2 separate regions of the Sus scrofa genome follow, and region 1 is linked to region 2. A link is a contact called in public HiChIP or PLAC-seq data. All regions are on one chromosome and are shown on one strand. The core of a region is the stretch at or near the end of the contact, and the rest is flanking DNA. Distances in the headings are between cores, read along the strand shown.

What was found. HiChIP or PLAC-seq counts read pairs in DNA pulled down with a chosen protein or histone mark.
Region 1: a contact with region 2 is called in an H3K27ac HiChIP or PLAC-seq map of alveolar macrophages. The contact joins two enhancer-like sites. A contact is called at or near these places in 1 of 5 promoter capture datasets (fetal skeletal muscle) and 1 of 2 datasets of contacts at active chromatin or transcription factors (alveolar macrophages).

The regions. Positions count from the first base shown.
Region 1 is chr8:31,706,077-31,710,792 of Sscrofa11.1, forward strand. No RefSeq gene overlaps it. Among named protein-coding and RNA genes, the nearest start is that of RBM47, 18 kb to the left of the region's middle. Within about 2 kb of position 3,040, at least 5 of the 83 cell types and tissues checked have an H3K27ac peak or open chromatin away from gene starts, as enhancers often do. A contact at or near this core is called in alveolar macrophages, where this site is marked.
Region 2 is chr8:31,566,183-31,571,006 of Sscrofa11.1, forward strand. The region is part of intron 3 of RBM47 (RNA-binding protein 47); the gene reads right to left. Among named protein-coding and RNA genes, the nearest start is that of RBM47, 120 kb to the right of the region's middle. Within about 2 kb of position 2,354, at least 12 of the 83 cell types and tissues checked have an H3K27ac peak or open chromatin away from gene starts, as enhancers often do. A contact at or near this core is called in alveolar macrophages, where this site is marked.

The DNA.
Region 1 (4,716 bases), core at 1,790-4,289, 140 kb after region 2:
ACCATTTAGGATCAAAGATAATCCTGCTATAAGCATAGTAAATAGCTCTGGGTAGGGCTATGAGTCTAAACCAACCTAGCCATCCATCCATCAAATACTTCCTGAGTCCCTGTCATGTGTTAACCCTGCGCTAGATATTGAGCCCAAGATAGTACATGAAATCACAGCCCATAAACTGATGGTCTGGTTGGGAAGCATGTACAATTATTATAATAGCATAAGGATCCTGCTTTGCCTGGGAATCCCGTGGAAGGAATGACTAATTCGTCTCTGTAAGTACTGCTGATTTGTTAATCCAGTATACTGGTAGTTCTAGTGTCTGGGTGTCACTTTGCCTTCCCATCTCACAGGCCTGTCCTGCTTCTGCAGCATTTGGCCCATCTGACAATAGCACGCAGCTGCCCAGATCCCTCAGTGACTCCCATCCCCTAACAAATAAAGATCCAACCCCTGACAAGGCATCCAGTTTGACTCCCACTTTCTTTTTCAATTTTTTCGCTTGTTCCTTCACTAATGGTCCATAATTCGTGGTGCTCTTTTCGTGTCTCGGTGCCTATCATGTCTCATGCTATGGGGGGGCCTTGTTCACATCGGGCCACATTTACCAGTTTACACTAAAAATTGCTGTAAACATCTGCATTTCTCTCTCTGTGGCTTTTCTTTGGCTGCAAGAGCACCCTGGGCAGGGCAAGTCAGAAGTGTCCCTGGAAACAATCCCTCCTCTTCCAGCTTCTTTGCCCTTCTGTTGGGATAACTCTGAGCGATATATACTTGATGCTGTACTGACTCCCAGAGCTCCCCAAAGGGGTCAAGCTCTAATCACCCTCAATGGCAATTGTCTTAACAACACACCCTTCGTCCACTCCTGTTGCATTCCATACTTTCCTGCTGTTTCCCGGGGTCATCTCTCAAAGTAACTATTGCATTCAAGTCCTTGTCTCAGGACCTACTTCTGCAGGGTTCCAAACCAAATAGTCTCTTCTTTCTCCTGCACTTTGGCCCTTATATCGATTTGTCTCTGGTCAGTTGAGCTCTCCATTCATGAAGTGCTGCAGGATGGTTGCCTCCTCTGTTATGCTATTTTCATCCACCACACTCCACCATCCAGGGTGAGGGCCTCTATCCCCTGAGATCCTTGGCCCTTTGCACAAACCTCTTTTTTTTTTTTTCCTTTTTGGCCGCCTTGCAGCATATGAAGTTTCCAGGCCAGGGATCAGATCTAAGCCACAGCTGTGGCAATACCAGATCCACTGAGCGAGGCTGGGGCTCGAACCTATGTCCCAAAACACACAAGTTGCCACTGATTCTATTGTGCCCCAGCCGGAGCTCCCAGACCTCTTTTATGATGTGCATCAGGTGAGATTGTACTCAGGTGTAGGTGTACTTGCCTTTGCCCACTGGGAACTGTGACTTACTCTCTTGTCAACCCAAGCCCTAGCAGAGCGCCTTGTACAGAGTCAATGCCCAATGCATATTTGATGAAAGAATACGTGATTGCTTGGCTTCCTGGCTTTAATCCCTGCATACACAGGAAGAAGTTTCAAGCCACGTTCCTGACCCTGCACTTCTGGGCCAAGGGGAATTCTGCATCTTGAGAGGTTAAGAAACCTCTCCTTGCTCCTCCCCGAGGGACTGACTCTGATTGTGATCTTATTGCAAAGAAAAGGGTCCTTTCAATTCAGGGCAAGTCTCCAAGCAGTTTTGCCCTGCCATTAGGAATCCCTGGAGTAAATTCCAAGGGTGTGAAAAACCAGTGGCCAGAGGCCTGAGGGTGGGCAGGATGGCTACAGGAAAATTGCTGCAGATAAGCCTGAGGCAACTCAAAGATGCCGCTGGTCTTTAAGAAAGCTGCTATCTTTGTAGTTTTTATCACAGGGTGAATACCAGCCCTCTAGTAAGCTGCAGGCTAAATAAATAGCCAGAAAGGAGATGTAATCCTGGGGTGGAATCCAAGCTTTTGGCTGACTTTAGGGAAGGCTGGTTTCAGCTGAATTTCTGTGCTTTGCTGGTGGTGTTATTTTAAAATCTCACTGCCAAGGAAGGCCTGTCCCCTGGAAGAACCAGGACTAACAGAGATCAGATGGAAGGTGCAGGCTGATGCCCCACAATGTCAGACTTCACACAAACAAACAGAAACACAAATCCCAAAGCCCTGAGAAGGCAAGTTGGTCTTCCCTGCTGAGCAGAAATGGAAATGAACTAAACAGCAGGCAGTGTAGGAAATGGGAGTTGGCACAGGAAAATGACCCCGAGTTCTACCATGTTGTTGGTATAAATAAGGAAAGAACCAAGACAGATTTAAAGAGGGGCAATAGAGACACTAAGAAGGGAAAGGAAAAAGGAATATGAGCATTTTTAAAGGGCTGCCATGTGCAGGACAGGTAATACTTATTTCTTCGGCTAGCCCTCTGAGCTATTAACATAGCCATCAAGAGATGGAAAAATAGAAATCCAGAGAGGTCAAATGACCACCCAAGGTGTCCCAGCTAGTGAGAAAGGAAACTTAAGTTTAAATGACAAGAAGGATTTGAAAAGAACTCATACCCAGTTCAAAACACAAGATGACCAGCATGGTTTGGTTTAGGTCATGTGCTCAAAATAGGAATCAATGCAAAACTGCGCACATACTTTTTTCCTCATCTGTGCACTTGTGATTTCACTGCCTTTGGGTGCACCGTGAGGTAGGCCCTGTGACTGTGGGAGACAGAAGGGGGAAAGGATCTCTTAGAAGCTCAAGTTTAAAGAGGCCTAACTTTTGGAAACTCTCCAAATTTGGGGTTAGCAGGGTCCTTGGCTTAGGAAGGAAGGGAGGAAGAAAGGAGGGTTGGGAGGAAGGAAGGAATGGAGGAAGACTGCAAGCACAGAATTTAAACTGTCATACTTCCTAATATTGGTTATGACCATAGGGAGACACAGAAAAACCACGGGATTGGCCAGTACTGCCCTACTTTCAATTCTGCCAAAGCAGGAAGGCTTAGGTATGTCACGGGAAAGCTTCCTGTTACCGCCCTAAGACCAGAACAAAAACAGGGGAGGAGACAGCCATCTTGACAGAATGATTTCCAAAGAAGCCTTGCTGGTCTGATGACTGTGATGTCTCCAGTGTCCCAATTGTGTAACCAGCTGGTATTTAAAATGATCGTCGAACACGTCACATAGGGTTATGAAGAGAACGTACACTAGCTTCAGTCAAAGGGTAGAGGAGACAGAACTCTCACTGAAGAGTGAAGAGAAGAAGAAAGAAACTTGGACTGGAATCCTGGGTGCTAGCTCTGGCTCCTTCACTAGTTTGGACCTCCTGTGCTAACTTTGCCTCTGTACTTTCCTCTGCTCTCATGAAGCAGCGGTGCTGGATGACATGGAAGAGAACTTCCAGCTCCAAAGATCTAAGGGGATGCTGGGAGACTTTCAAAAAGGTAGGCACTCAAAGGTAATTTGGAGCTGTTTGGCTATGAGATGAGTCAGAAACCACCTCTTCAAATTCCCTAATTTGGGTTCTATTAAATGAAAGAGAGAGAGAGAGAGCACACTATCAAGAAATAGGTAAAGGGAACAAAGCAAAAGCAAAAACAGCAAATAAAGCTTAAAAACAAACAAAAAAAAAACCTTTTTAACAAGTTGAAAAACAGTGTGAGGCATTTTTAGTGTATTAAAACAGTTCTTTGGGGGGTAAAATGTCATAGCATGGAAGGAATACACACATGTTTTGAATCCAAAAGACCTACATTTGCAGCACAGTTTTGTCACTTACGGCATCAAAGACCCTGAGTAAATTTTTTCATCTCTTTCAGCCTCGATTTCCTCATGCAGCAAAGGAGAATAATGATACAACAGTAGTAATAGCTACTGTTTATTAGGTGCTTTGTATGCCAAGAACTGAGCTAGGCTCTTTGTATTATATCTCCAAATCCGCCTACAACTGAATGAATTAGGTACTATTATCCCCATTTTACAGATAAGGACATTGAGACTAACCAAATCTAAGAGCAGAGATGGGACTCAAACCCAACTTGGTAAAAGCTTGAAGCTTATTCTCTCATCCACCCTCCTACACTTCCCCAAAAGATAATAATATAGATCAAATAAGTCAGTATTTTAAGAGCTGCTCTGTGAATGGCAATGTGGAAGTGTTCTATACAATGTTAATTATCAATACAACAAGAATGATAATGCAGTAGTAACCACCATGCTAACGATGGATTTTCCAATGCTCATAATCAAAGTGAGTATCTAAATAGAAATTTCTATAATTTAATTTGAATGTCTAATCAAACTGCAACTAGATGATGACTCCAGGCTAACCCGACTCTGGGAGCTTCCCTCATCAGGTTTCATCTTTGAATGTCTATGTGTCTGGGTTCAAAAAAAAAAGTCTGTGTAAGGAGTTCCCGTTGCGGCTCAGTGGGTTACAAACCCTACTAGTATGCATGAGGATATGGGCTCCATCCCTGGTTAAGGATTCCACGTTGCCACCAGCTATGGCATAGGTCGGCAGCTGCAGCTCTTATTAGACCCCTAGCCTGGGACTTCCATATGCTGCAGGTTCGGCCATAAAAAGCAAACAAAAAAAAAAAAAAAAAAAAAAAAAAGGGAAAGAAAAGAAAAAGTCTGTGTGAGCCGAAATGTTGCTATATGAGAAACAGTGCAGAGAAGACATGGAACATAATGAAACCTCTTTGCACTGTACAGTTTTATCACCGAAAGTGCCATCTGGCC
Region 2 (4,824 bases), core at 1,104-3,603:
GAACTCCTGTCACAGCAGCCACCCAAGCCACTACAGTGACAATGTCAAGTCCTTAACCTGCTGTGCCACAAGAGAACTCCCACAATTACCAGTCTTTACCCTGTATATCCTGTGATAGTTTTAACAGATTTATTTTATTTTTAAAAGAGAAAGGTCAAGAAACAGACTCATAGACTTTGTAAACAAACTTATGATGACCAAAGGAGACAGGCGGGGTGGCGGGAGGGGGGACCTGGGGATTTGAGACTGGCCCATGCGCACTGCATATGGAATGACTGGCCAATGGGGACCTGCGGTACAGCATAGGAAACTCTACCCAATCAATATTCTGTGATAATCTATATGGGAAAAGAATCTGAAAAAGAATGGATGTGTGTATACGTGTAAGTGAATCACTTTGCCGTACAGAAGAAATGATCACAGCATTGTAAATCAACTAGACTTCAATAAAATTTTTTTAAATGGGGAAAAAAATAAAAAAGAGCAAGTTCAGAATAAATACTGAATTCAGGTGGAGAGGAGATAATCTATTACAAAGTCATAAATAATATGTAAAATCCAAGCTCCGTGTTCTACCTTTGAGAAAAGTCATAATGTAAAAAATAGAATCCCCTGCCCCCTTTAGAATGGGCAACCAGGGTAATGAGAACTCAAGAAGTGTGTGATTTCGCAAAGTATTATGTGAGATTTGCGCTTTAATAATTAAATGTTGTTTTAATAATTTCCTCTGAATTACCGCAGAAATCCCCTACCGTTCTGGATTTACCAAGTCCTATGCTTTTCTATCCAAACACCTTTACTTCAGTAATACTCCAGGACCTAAGTCCAGGGGGGAGAAGCAGTCAGATACTTGGACCCTGACCTGGATCCTGGCTCTACTAGGAGAGATCCTCCTCTACTAGCCAGGAGCTAAGCATCTTTTTGGAGGGACAATTAAATGTCAAACAATGAAAACACAAAATATAGGGCAAATTAAACCTTAGCTGCTGTGGATCTATAAACACTGGCTAAGTCATGAATTAGAAACAAGAGGATACCTTTAAAAGATCAATTGCAAGGCTGATCAGTGTAGACAGATGGCTAAAATTAGCAAGGAGTGAGTGGTCAAGAAAAAGAACAACATAAAATAGTATTGAAGCAAATGGTTTAGACACAACGAACTTAATTTTCTGTGACCAAATGGTAACTTTTCAAGAAACTCAATTTTGAACTGGTTACATGAGGCATTCTAGTCATTCAGCAAATGGCTACTGTCATCTGCTTCGTTCTAGACCCTGAAGATAAAGTGGTGACCAAGACTGACAAGGTCCTTCCTGTTACGTTGGGTAAACATGATTGACAAGCAAATATGGAAGTTCTCATCGTGGCTCAGCAGAAATGAATATGACTACTATCAGTGAGGACGCAGGTTTGATCCCTGACCTTGCTCAGTGGGTTAAGGATCGGCATTGCCATGAGCTGCAGTGTAGGCTGCAGATGGGCTCAGATCCGGCATTGCTGTGGCTGTGGTGTAGGCCGGCAGCTGCAGCTCTGATTCGACCCCCACCCTGGGAACCTCCATATGCTGCCGGTATGACCCTAGAAACACACACCCAAAACCCCCCAGAACAAGCAAATATGTATGTTTTGAAGAGGGGGTATAATCGCAAATGCTATAAAGGAGAATACAGCAGGGTTAAGAGGGAAAAATGGGGGCTATTTTGGTTAGGGTGGTCAGGAAAGTTCTGTCTCTCTTCAGGTAAGACTGCAGCAGGGGAGCAAACTTGGGGTCTCTGAAGAATTCAGCAAGAAAGGGGCAGTGAGGCTGAAGGGGGGGTGAGAGGAGCAGGCAGGGATCAGACGAGGGGCCTATAGGCCAGGACTTTGATTCTGCTGGGCTTAATGAAGGATTTTGAGCGGAGAAGGGATGAGATTTGATCTTTTCTTTGTTTTTTGTTTTTTTTCAAGGCCACACCCACAGCATATGGAGGTTCCCAGTTTAGGGGTCAAATCGGAGCTAGAGCTGCTGGCCTACACCACAGCCACAGCTACACAGGATCCTTAACCCACTGAGGGAGGCCAGGGATCGAATCTGTGTCCTCATGGATACTGATCAGATTCGTTTCCGCTGAGCCATGATGGGAACTCCAAGAGATTTGATTTTCTCAAGATCACTCTGGAGCGAGAAGAAATCACAGGCACGCATGGGAGGAAGCAGAGAGGGGGGTGCTGAGGCGGTTCTGGTCATCCAGGGATGGGATGACGGTGGCTTAGACTAGCCTGGTAAAGTGACACTGGGGTCCTGGGAAGAGAAGTGGACTTTCAGTTGTGTCATCAAGGCACAGTTGACAGAGCTGGCTAATGGATGACCTGCAGGATGGCTGCGTCCAGAATGACTCACATGTCAGCCTGAGCAACCAGGAGGAGGGTGGTGCCATATATCAGGGCAGTAACACGGGGCAAAACATTTATTACGGCACAGCATTCACCCAGAAGCAGTAAAAGCACAAACCTATGGTGTGAGTGAGTGCTGATAACCATCAGACAGCAAGCTGGAATATTGTTTTTAAAAATATAGGTTTGAGCCAACCCACACCCTCAGTCCTTAACTGCATTGCTCAATGTACTGAACTCAGCAGACCTTTCCGCTTGTAGTTTTCTCTGGTTCTTTAATTCAAGAGAATGTCCATGCTATGGAAAACTGACTTGGGGGCCAAGAAGTAAAAAATACACCAGTCATAGTCTCAGTGACCTCATTTGTGAGAAGCAATTAATAAACTACACACTTAAGAGACACACGAGGTGGGGGGGGGGGGGAATACGAAAGATCCATACCCTTGGAAACCACCAAATGCGAAATGTGGGGAAATACAGACTCACATAAACAAGAGCCTGCCTGGAAAACTCCCAGGAAGCTCCCGAGGCCTCGTGAAAGGCGGACTTGAGGGATCACAATTAGTGGGCGCCTCCCTCACTCGTTAGCCTTCCGGCCTCTCTCCCTCTGCCCAGTGACGGGCCTCCGGCTCCACTTGGCCCTTTCGTTTCCTGCTCTTTGTCAATTTCATGCTCTTTCCATCTCAGGCTTCATGAACCTGTCCTTCCTCAGTTCCCCTCAAGACAATGATCTGCTCTTGACTCCTCTACTGCCCCCCAACACCGACCACAGTCTAGGCTCTTCTTCCCTCATGCCCACCCCCCGCCCACATCCACTCTTCACTTGCTCCTTCCTTTCCATTCTTCTACTTAAAAGAATATTCTACAATCTATTTAGATGTCCTATCGGCTAAAAATAGGAAGTATGCCAATTAATATGCTTATCCTATATGCATGGCGTATATAGTTTAATCTCTCACTTTTAGGAATTACAAATGACTCTCAAACCCAACAAAATGTTCAACGTGATTGATAAGCAAATACATGCTAAAAGAGCAAGAATTATATAAACAATATCACTTTTAATCAATAAAATTAGCAAATATTTTTAATGAATTGTGCTAAAATGTCACTCTTCATTAAGAGAAACATAAATTGATTAAAAACCTTTCAGAAGAAAATTATAATACATATGAGGAGTCCTAAAAAAGTCCATTCTTTTCACCTGGCAATTATATCACTAAGATTTATCATAAGGAAATAATAAAAATGAAGTTTACATACAAAGATGTTTATCTCAAAATTATGTATAATATCCAAATGCTTCACCTTGAGGGAATGGTTTAATAAATAGCAGTAGAGAAGCCACTAAAAATTATATTAATTGTTCAGCCACTAAAAATTATATTTATGAAGAATTTTAATGTCATGAGTGAGGGTTTATGATATGTGAGATTAAGAAAATAGTACAGAATGAGAATCCTCTGGTGGCCTAGCAGTTAAGGATCCGGCATTGTCACTGCTGTGGCCTGGGTCACTGCTGTGGTGTGAGTTCGATCCCTGGCCTGGGAAGTTCCATAAGACATGGGTATGGCCAGAAAGAAAGAAAGAAAGAAAGAAAAAGAAAGGGAGGGAGGGAGGGAGAGAAAGATTTTCTTTCTTTTATAATGTGAGATTACATACAGCATGATCCCAACCAATGCTATAGAAATAACAACTAGAAAAATGTAACGAAATATCGACAATAGTTCTATTATTAAAAAATTTAGCTTATGAAGCATCATTGTGAAACAAAGACCTCACAGCTTAATCTCTTTAGCTGTTTGGGGAAAAACCACGGAAACAATTAGGAAGAAGGAAAGTCACGTTAACAGATGCTGCCTCTGAATACTAAGGGCAGGCATGTGCGTGCCTGTCTGTTCTCCTCCTACCATATTTGTTTCAGGCTTCCAATCTGAAATTCTTCTATGCTTCTGACACCTCAGTGTTTGAGAAAGACCTCATTTCTCCAGCTTTGTTTTACAGAAAAGGAACCCCCCCCCCCAGTGTCAATGGAGCAGCTTATTAACACAATATGTTTTTAGGACTGCCTACACTAAAATGATTAGTCCCAGAGTCAGTCCCAAGTGAAACTATGAAAAGATTAATATGAAAATCACTTTGATCTGAAGTGTTAATGAAAATGAATCAGTCATGACTCCTCATAATTACTCAAATGGATGATTTTTTTAAATCGGAAAAAGAGATTACTGTGAAAACATTCTTTTATGAAGGAAGTAGAAACAGCCCACAAATTTACAAGCATGTGATTAACAATGGCTGCTTATTAAATTTCTTTTGAGTGGTTGTCACTAATGCATTTACTGGAAGCAAAACTACAAAACAGTAATAATAATAATTAATTGAAGAAATAGAATACCATTAATGGTACTTAGATCTTTTCAGAAATGAAGGAAAAATTATAAGAAATCT